Regions from separate parts of the Mus musculus genome. Here region 1 is linked to region 2. The links are chromatin contacts, called in public promoter capture Hi-C maps. All regions are on one chromosome and are shown on one strand. The core of a region is the stretch at or near the end of the contact, and the rest is flanking DNA. Distances in the headings are between cores, read along the strand shown.

Region 1 (3,349 bases), core at 304-2,803, 310 kb before region 2:
TGTCTTCCTATATAGCCCACTGTGATACTTTGAAGATGCTTGGCCCAGGGAGTGGCACTATTAGGAGACGTGGCCTTGTTGGAAGAAGTATGTCACTGTGGGCATGGGCTTTGAGACCCTCCTCCTAGCTGCCTAAGGAGTCAGCCTTCTCCTGTTTCCCTTTAGAACAGGATACAGAACTCTCAGCTCCTCTAACACCATGTCTGCCTGGATGCTGCCATGCTTCCTATCATAAAGATACTGGACTGATCCTCTGAAGCTGTAAGCCAGCCCTAGTTAAATGTTGTCCTTTATAAGAGTTGCCTTAGTCATGGTGTCTCTTCATAGCAATGAAAACACTAAGACACCCACTAAACCCAAGCTATCTGGAACAGGCATTTACCAGACGTTTCTCCAACCTCTGAACTCCCTGAAGTGATATATTCCTGTCCTCAGTGATTGCCTAGACCAGAGCAATGACATCTCATGGCCATCAGCTAGTCCACAGACGTAGGTCAGACTCAAGAGCAAGTTTATGGAACCATCAAGGGCTAGAGCAGACATGCCTTCATAGTCAGCTTCTAATCTGAAGAATTGTCTTGGAAAGATGATCCCAGCTGCCCAGTCTGATTTATCCACAGCCATGCAATGGTCATGTTGACTAGAGCTGCTTAGTCCCCAGTGTTTTGGAGAGCATAGGGAAGGATGAGTGAGTACGTAGGGTGAACGAGTGTATGAGAGACCCAGAAATACCAAGGTGATTTCCAACTGCCTGACCTGGGAGGCAAGCATGGCATATAGGACACCCTCCACTAGGCCTCTGGGCAGATGACAAGCATATGTGGGGTCTCCTAATGGCAGCCCTTTATCCTCTGGGGAAAGACTGAGCAGAGCCTTCAGGTCATTCTACCCAAGTCTATCCTGTAGGAACCTACTTAGGCTCCACTTGATGCAGATGTGAGTCTAAGGGCAAGGGTGAAGCTGCAGTGTGTGTACTGCCCCAAGTGCTTCCTGCTGACAAGGCACACTGTTGCCTTAGCAACACAGCTTTACAGCACTAAGCATGTGGTAAAAACATGTGACACACCCACTCATCATGCTGTGTTGCAACTAATTCTTTCAGCAGATCCCAGCCAGTCTCTGGAATTACCAGGCTGAACTGGACTCTCATTCCCTGAGGACCTGAGACTTCTGGAACTGGGTGTGGCATGAAAGACGGAGAAGACAGACAGCATGTGGGCAAAGGCCTCTCTCTAACAGCCAGGGGCTTGGGCAGGTGTCTGGCAGCTACATTCCAATGTAAAACATTTTTCACTAAAAAAATTATTCCAGAGACTGTATAAAAAGCTAAAGGTAGCTCTGGGGGTGTTCTAGAATGCAGTGGAATTTTTCTGCCCAGGGAGGAAAGAGGCAGCAGTTGACATGGACATGAGCCACCATTTCACTCCAAGATGCCAGGGTCAGTAGAACAAAGAAACTCTGGTGTCTTGGGAAGTAAACTTGTCACCCTGGACAGGGCAGAGAGAGGGCCCAGGAAAAATAAGCCCTACACCTTCCTCATGACCTCAGAGACAGGGAACTTTGTGGAAAAAGGGTGACCACAGTCCACAGGCACTGCCCCCATAGGTAGGTGGAGGCCCGAGTCACATTCTTGGACAATTTCCAAGTCCCTCCCAGGGAGGAGCTGTGGGTTCTTCCTCTTTGGACTCCTTAGAACAGGATTGGCAACTTCAAATATACAAACATACAACCACCTCCAGCTCTGGTCCAGCTACCATCTCTTCTTCCCAGCTGTCTGCTGGACTCCATTCTGCTGATGCCCCTGCTCCCAAGTCATACTTCAGATTGTATGACTCCCACTCAAGACTTCAGAAGGACAAGGGCCCTGCGGCAGGGCCAGTGTTTCTCACCTTCCTTTGGGCCACAAGCCACTGAGCTGCCTGCTCCTCCTTCTGTGCATGCTGAGTTACCTTCTCAGCAAGGCACACGCCCACTCTCCCCCTTGGACTGTTTGCATAGTGCTTCTTACTGAACATCTTATATGGTTTCTCAATTGTCTCACAAATACACATAGGTGCACCAAAATCAAAGATACAGGACAAAGCTATCATTGAACGTTTTCATTCGAGAAAATATCATTTAACACAAAATAGGAATAACTAGTATAACTAACCTCAAATCTTCACCACGCAGTTTCAACAGCCATCAGCCTAGCCCCATTTCCTTTGTGTCTTCCTGCTCCCTTTGTGTACTGTGAAGCACACTCCAGTCATCAATGTGATTCTGTCTATAAACACTACTGAAAAGCAAAGTTTTTTTTTTCAAGAGCCTGAACTTAATACCATTGTCACACCCTAGAAATTAATAGCTTTAATCTTCAACATACAATCATCTCCCTCCAGGGTACCTGACTGCCCCCTGTGGCTCTGTCATAAGTTGAGAACTACGTCTGTCTGGTACAGCGCTGTGCCTGCACACACACAGAGTAGCAGATTGTCAGGGTTATGAGAATGCTAAAAGACTTGAACATAAATATCAAGAGCATCTTTTATATCACATAATTTTAAAAAGTCAGTACCCAAGGATGAGGAAGACTGATGTATGTCCCAAGCATATGACAGAGCTATGGGCTGTTCTCATGCATAATGCCAGCCACCCCTAGGGAAACAGTGTAAATAAGGAGAGTGTTGCTGAGGCATCCTTCCCTAAGCTCCAACAACCTTTATTCAGTCCCACCACTTCGTCGCACACCTGGCCTAACACACTTGCTGTTGCCCTCCCTTGCTTCTCCTCCAACTGTTCAACCCCACATGTGACCTTCCAGGCTTCTCCACGTCTGCCAGGACCATCGGCTTCCATTTGTCAGTCTCTGCAAAACAAAGCCTCGAGACTTACAAGAGCAGTAAATATGAGCAAGTCTCATCCCTTCCAGCCTGGTGTGCATCTCAAGAGTACAGACAAGTTTGTGTGCCTGTGGCAGCATGTGGCAGCCACACACAGAGTTTGGTAGCCCACCCTCTTTCACACCTCAGAGACTGCTCCATCTCACACAACCCTGCAGAGATGGCTAAACCAGTTGACTTCTCTGCTTGGTGATCTGATTTCTAGATAGTGGGTACCAAATTTCTCTTTGCATCCTTCAGCAGTGAACTATGGGCCTCATCCTTCATATCTGCCCACAGATTTAGTCTTTTCTAGACAAAAGCTCAGATCTTTGTGGGCCTTCTCAGTGCCTCTACTGATCATCTCCAGTGACACTCTCCTGCCTATCTCATGTCCCTCTGGGACGAACACTCAGTCTTTCCCAGAAAGACACTCACTAAATCTGACACCCTGGAATTAACCCTAAGCATGACTGTGATACCCAGAT
Region 2 (3,464 bases), core at 904-3,403:
AGAGACCCCTTCAGGTAAGAAGGAACTGAAAGGACAAGCCTGATGCCAGAATTCAAGGGGTCTAAGGGGAGACTCACACAAGCAAAGCCTTGCGGTGGAAGATGCACAGGTCACAAGGGGATGCAAGGTGGGGGTGGGGTGAGAGGAATGGGTACAAGTGAAGTGTGAACCAACAAAGTCTGAGGCTGGGACTGAGTCCTCCAAGGTATTGTTTTCCTTCATGCCTCTAAGTGGGGGCAGGCAGCCTTGGGCATGGTAGAAATTACCTGGGATCACATTTGAGTCAGAGAAGGCAGAGTGGTGAGGTTAGAAGAGCCTGGCTCCATTCTAGCAAGGACTAGAGAAGCTAGTATACCCAGCTTGTCCACAGGCCTTTTCTGGGATGCAGAGGCTTGTTTCTAAGTGACTTAGAAATACCCCCACTTATTTTTAGCAAACTTTCATATTGTTCACTATACCTTGGTTAAAAACATGCATTTTATTTACTTATTTATTTGTGGTGCTGGGAGGCTCAACCCAGGAGACTGTCCACACTAGGCAAATGCTCTACAATGAATGACATCCTCAGCCCCCCCCCCCATGCATTTATTCATGGGGTTTGTGAACACTTCTACATATAGAATCATACATTTGTAAAAATTAAAAAGTAGATGACTGTGGGTAAAAGCATTCAAGCCTGATCACCCAGCTTTGATCTCCAAAAATCCAGATGTGGTAGTGTGTTCCAGATGTGGTGGTGTGCATCTGTAATCCCAGCCCTCCTACCACATGATGGGAGACAAACAGTCAGCTGGAGTCTTTCAGGCCAGCTAGCCTAGAACAGGCCGTGTGGCAGCAGAAACAAGAAAAACCTTGCCACAAAATAAGGCCGAAGGACAGAACCAACTCCCCAAAAGTTATCCACTGACTTCTACGCACGTCATGAATATGCAAACCAGAGCTTTCACACACACACACACATACATACATACACACAAAATAAATTGGATATCGTTGATTAAAAGTGAAACTTGAAGCCAAAACATTTATTATCACACATGTAAACCATTCTTCCCCCTTAATCCCCTTTCAAGGGGAAAAGTCAGACAGGTACACTCAAATCGCCAACCTGCACTTGGGACAAAGAGGCATGTGCTGAGCAGCCTGTTGTGGAAGGGCATTTGCAAACTTCAGCCATGCTTCCAGGGTAAACCTCCAAACCAGGCCAACGCTGCACAGAAAGCAGGGAGGTGCTACCTTCACCGTCTCTAATGATACCAGGAGCATCCTAGATACTATAACCACTATCCAGAACTACTCCCCACAGAGTCCAGAACCTCTGGAGTCCTCCCCCCACAGAAGGGGAGCACCATGCTGTGCCAGCACAGCTTGCTCTCAGGGACTCTAGCTAACAGTCCTCAGTTGTCTTACAGTTTTCCATGCATTCTTTTGTTGTTGTTAGTTTGTTTTTGTTTTTGAGCCAGCTTCTCCTCATGTAGCCCAGGCTGACATGGAACTCACCATCCTCCTGTCTCAGCCTCCTAAGTACCAGAGTGATAGGGTTTAGATGTATGCCTGGCTCCATACATTCTTAAACGGGGATATCTTAAACGTCCTAGAAACCAACAGAGCCTTTGAGAACGATGGTGCTAACCTAGCCCTGGGAATCCTGTCTCTCTTCACCTGCTGGGAAAATGCAGGAGCTGAGGTCAGAGCAGAGACCAGACATGGGCAGAAGCAGCTTACCGCTAAGACTCACCTCCCCCATGGTCAGTGATTACAGAAAATTTAAAGCCCCTGTGTGGGAGCAAAAGCAAGAAAATAATCATGCAGCAAAGAGAAACCCTCTGGTCCCAAGAAGCTGCCTGCATGCAAGTGCTGGTTGACCCCTCAGCAGAGCGTTGGGTACGCCAGGTCTAGTTCCTCCACCACTTCTCAGAATCCTGCATTCCTCTTTCCCCTTCCTAGACTTTATCCTTGTATACCGGGCAGCGCACCTGTGTCCTGCGATTGACCTTGACAAACACGGGGCCACTGTCAGTGTAGTAGGCATAGCCCTCGCTGATGCAGCCCCCTCCGGAGCTCCCAAAGGCCCGCAGTGTTGTGGTGTGAAGCTGGGCGCGCAGCAGCTGCTCCATGGAGAGTTGAGGTGCAGAATGCGGTCAGGTGACGCAGAGGAGGGGGAGTCGGGGACCAGAAGGGAACACGCGCGGAGGGCGGATCAGGGGGCGGGGCGTAGCGCTGTCACAACATTGTCTGACACAGGCTTGCTGGCTCCTAGCTACCTCCGGTGCATGCTATCCCTGCATGCTCTTGGGCACCAGAGCTAGGGTGGGAGGGGGAAGAGAGCGAGGAATTTCTCTCTCCAAGGCGATTTCCACCCGGGGCTGCTGTGGGAGAAGGAGGGATGCAAAAGCTCTCGATACCCTCATTACTAAGCTCATTTCAGAATTTCTCCTCCAACAACACACCCTATAGAAACAGAACCCAGACCGGGTGGCGGGTGTTCTGTAAAGCCACGAGACAGAAAGGGAGTGTCCTCACAGAATGCACGTGAAGTCCCAGAACATCTGCACCCACCTGGGGTCTACCCTGGGCACCGTGCTCTCTGCATAACTGGGAGAATCAGGAAAGAGCGCAGAAAGATTTGGGTCAGGGCTTCTTTATCCTTGCAACACAAGGCATAGCCTAGAGACTTAGATATCCCATGGAGAAGATCTCACTGTCCAGATAAGGGTGGAGTCCTAGCCATGGGGGTGCCCTGGCTAGGCCCTAGTGGCACCTCTTAATGCCACAGGGCTGAGTGATAGAGGCTACTGTGGGAGGTGTGATAGCAGCAGCCTACTCCACCCAGGGTAGGTGGAACTCTGGATTTCAGACAGCCATGATAGGAAAGCAGCAGACATATATGCTCATGGATGCATGGGCACACACACACATACATATAAGAACACATCCACAGACTGATATAAGAGACAGCCTGTGCTAACCCTTCAGTGTTTTAGGAGAGGTTGCCTCAGATGGCAGCTCCCACCATGAGCTGCTGGTCCCTCTCTTGTACTGCAATGTCCCCAGCTGACTATAAAGGGACTAGGAAGATTAGTGGGTGGATAGATCCATTGCTGAGCTTTGAGTATGTGCCAGGGCACAAGTGAATGTCAGCTACATTCACAAATATCCTGAGAGGATGCTATAATTAGCTCCTGCCTTCTCTATGACAAAACTAAAGTATAGAGGAGTTAACTTGCCTGGGTCCCAGTGCTGAGACATAGCTCATAACATATGAAACCAAGTCTGGTTTTGGGCTCCATCCTATGAATTCTAGTCTCAGGCCCTAGCGGGATAAGACTCTTCCCAGCATGTGTCAAGAAGACCTGGCTGCACTGTGCTGCTCAATGTTTTTCTCATGGCCTGCCAGCTGACAGTTCTACAGCTGTTCCTTTATCGACCAGCCTCACACTAAGATGACGCCCAAAGCACATGAA

What was found. Promoter capture Hi-C pulls out the DNA fragments that hold promoters and counts their contacts.
Region 1: a contact with region 2 is called in a promoter capture Hi-C map of macrophages, with 5 read pairs. The contact joins the enhancer-like site here to the promoter of Fn3k in region 2. A contact is called at or near these places in 3 of 39 promoter capture datasets (the HPC-7 cell line, HPC-7-derived erythroid cells, cranial neural crest and 1 more) and 1 of 15 datasets of contacts at CTCF or cohesin (the NIH/3T3 cell line).

What each region holds. Positions count from the first base shown.
Region 1 is chr11:121,739,350-121,742,698 of GRCm38.p6, reverse strand. No RefSeq gene overlaps it. Among named protein-coding and RNA genes, the nearest start is that of Gm12589, 37 kb to the left of the region's middle. Within about 2 kb of position 1,553, at least 145 of the 459 cell types and tissues checked have an H3K27ac peak or open chromatin away from gene starts, as enhancers often do. A contact at or near this core is called in the NIH/3T3 cell line and macrophages, where this site is marked.
Region 2 is chr11:121,433,642-121,437,105 of GRCm38.p6, reverse strand. Fn3k (fructosamine 3 kinase) reads right to left here and starts at 2,153. Exons shown (of 6, transcript NM_022014.4): 1 at 1,977-2,153. The coding sequence starts at 2,117.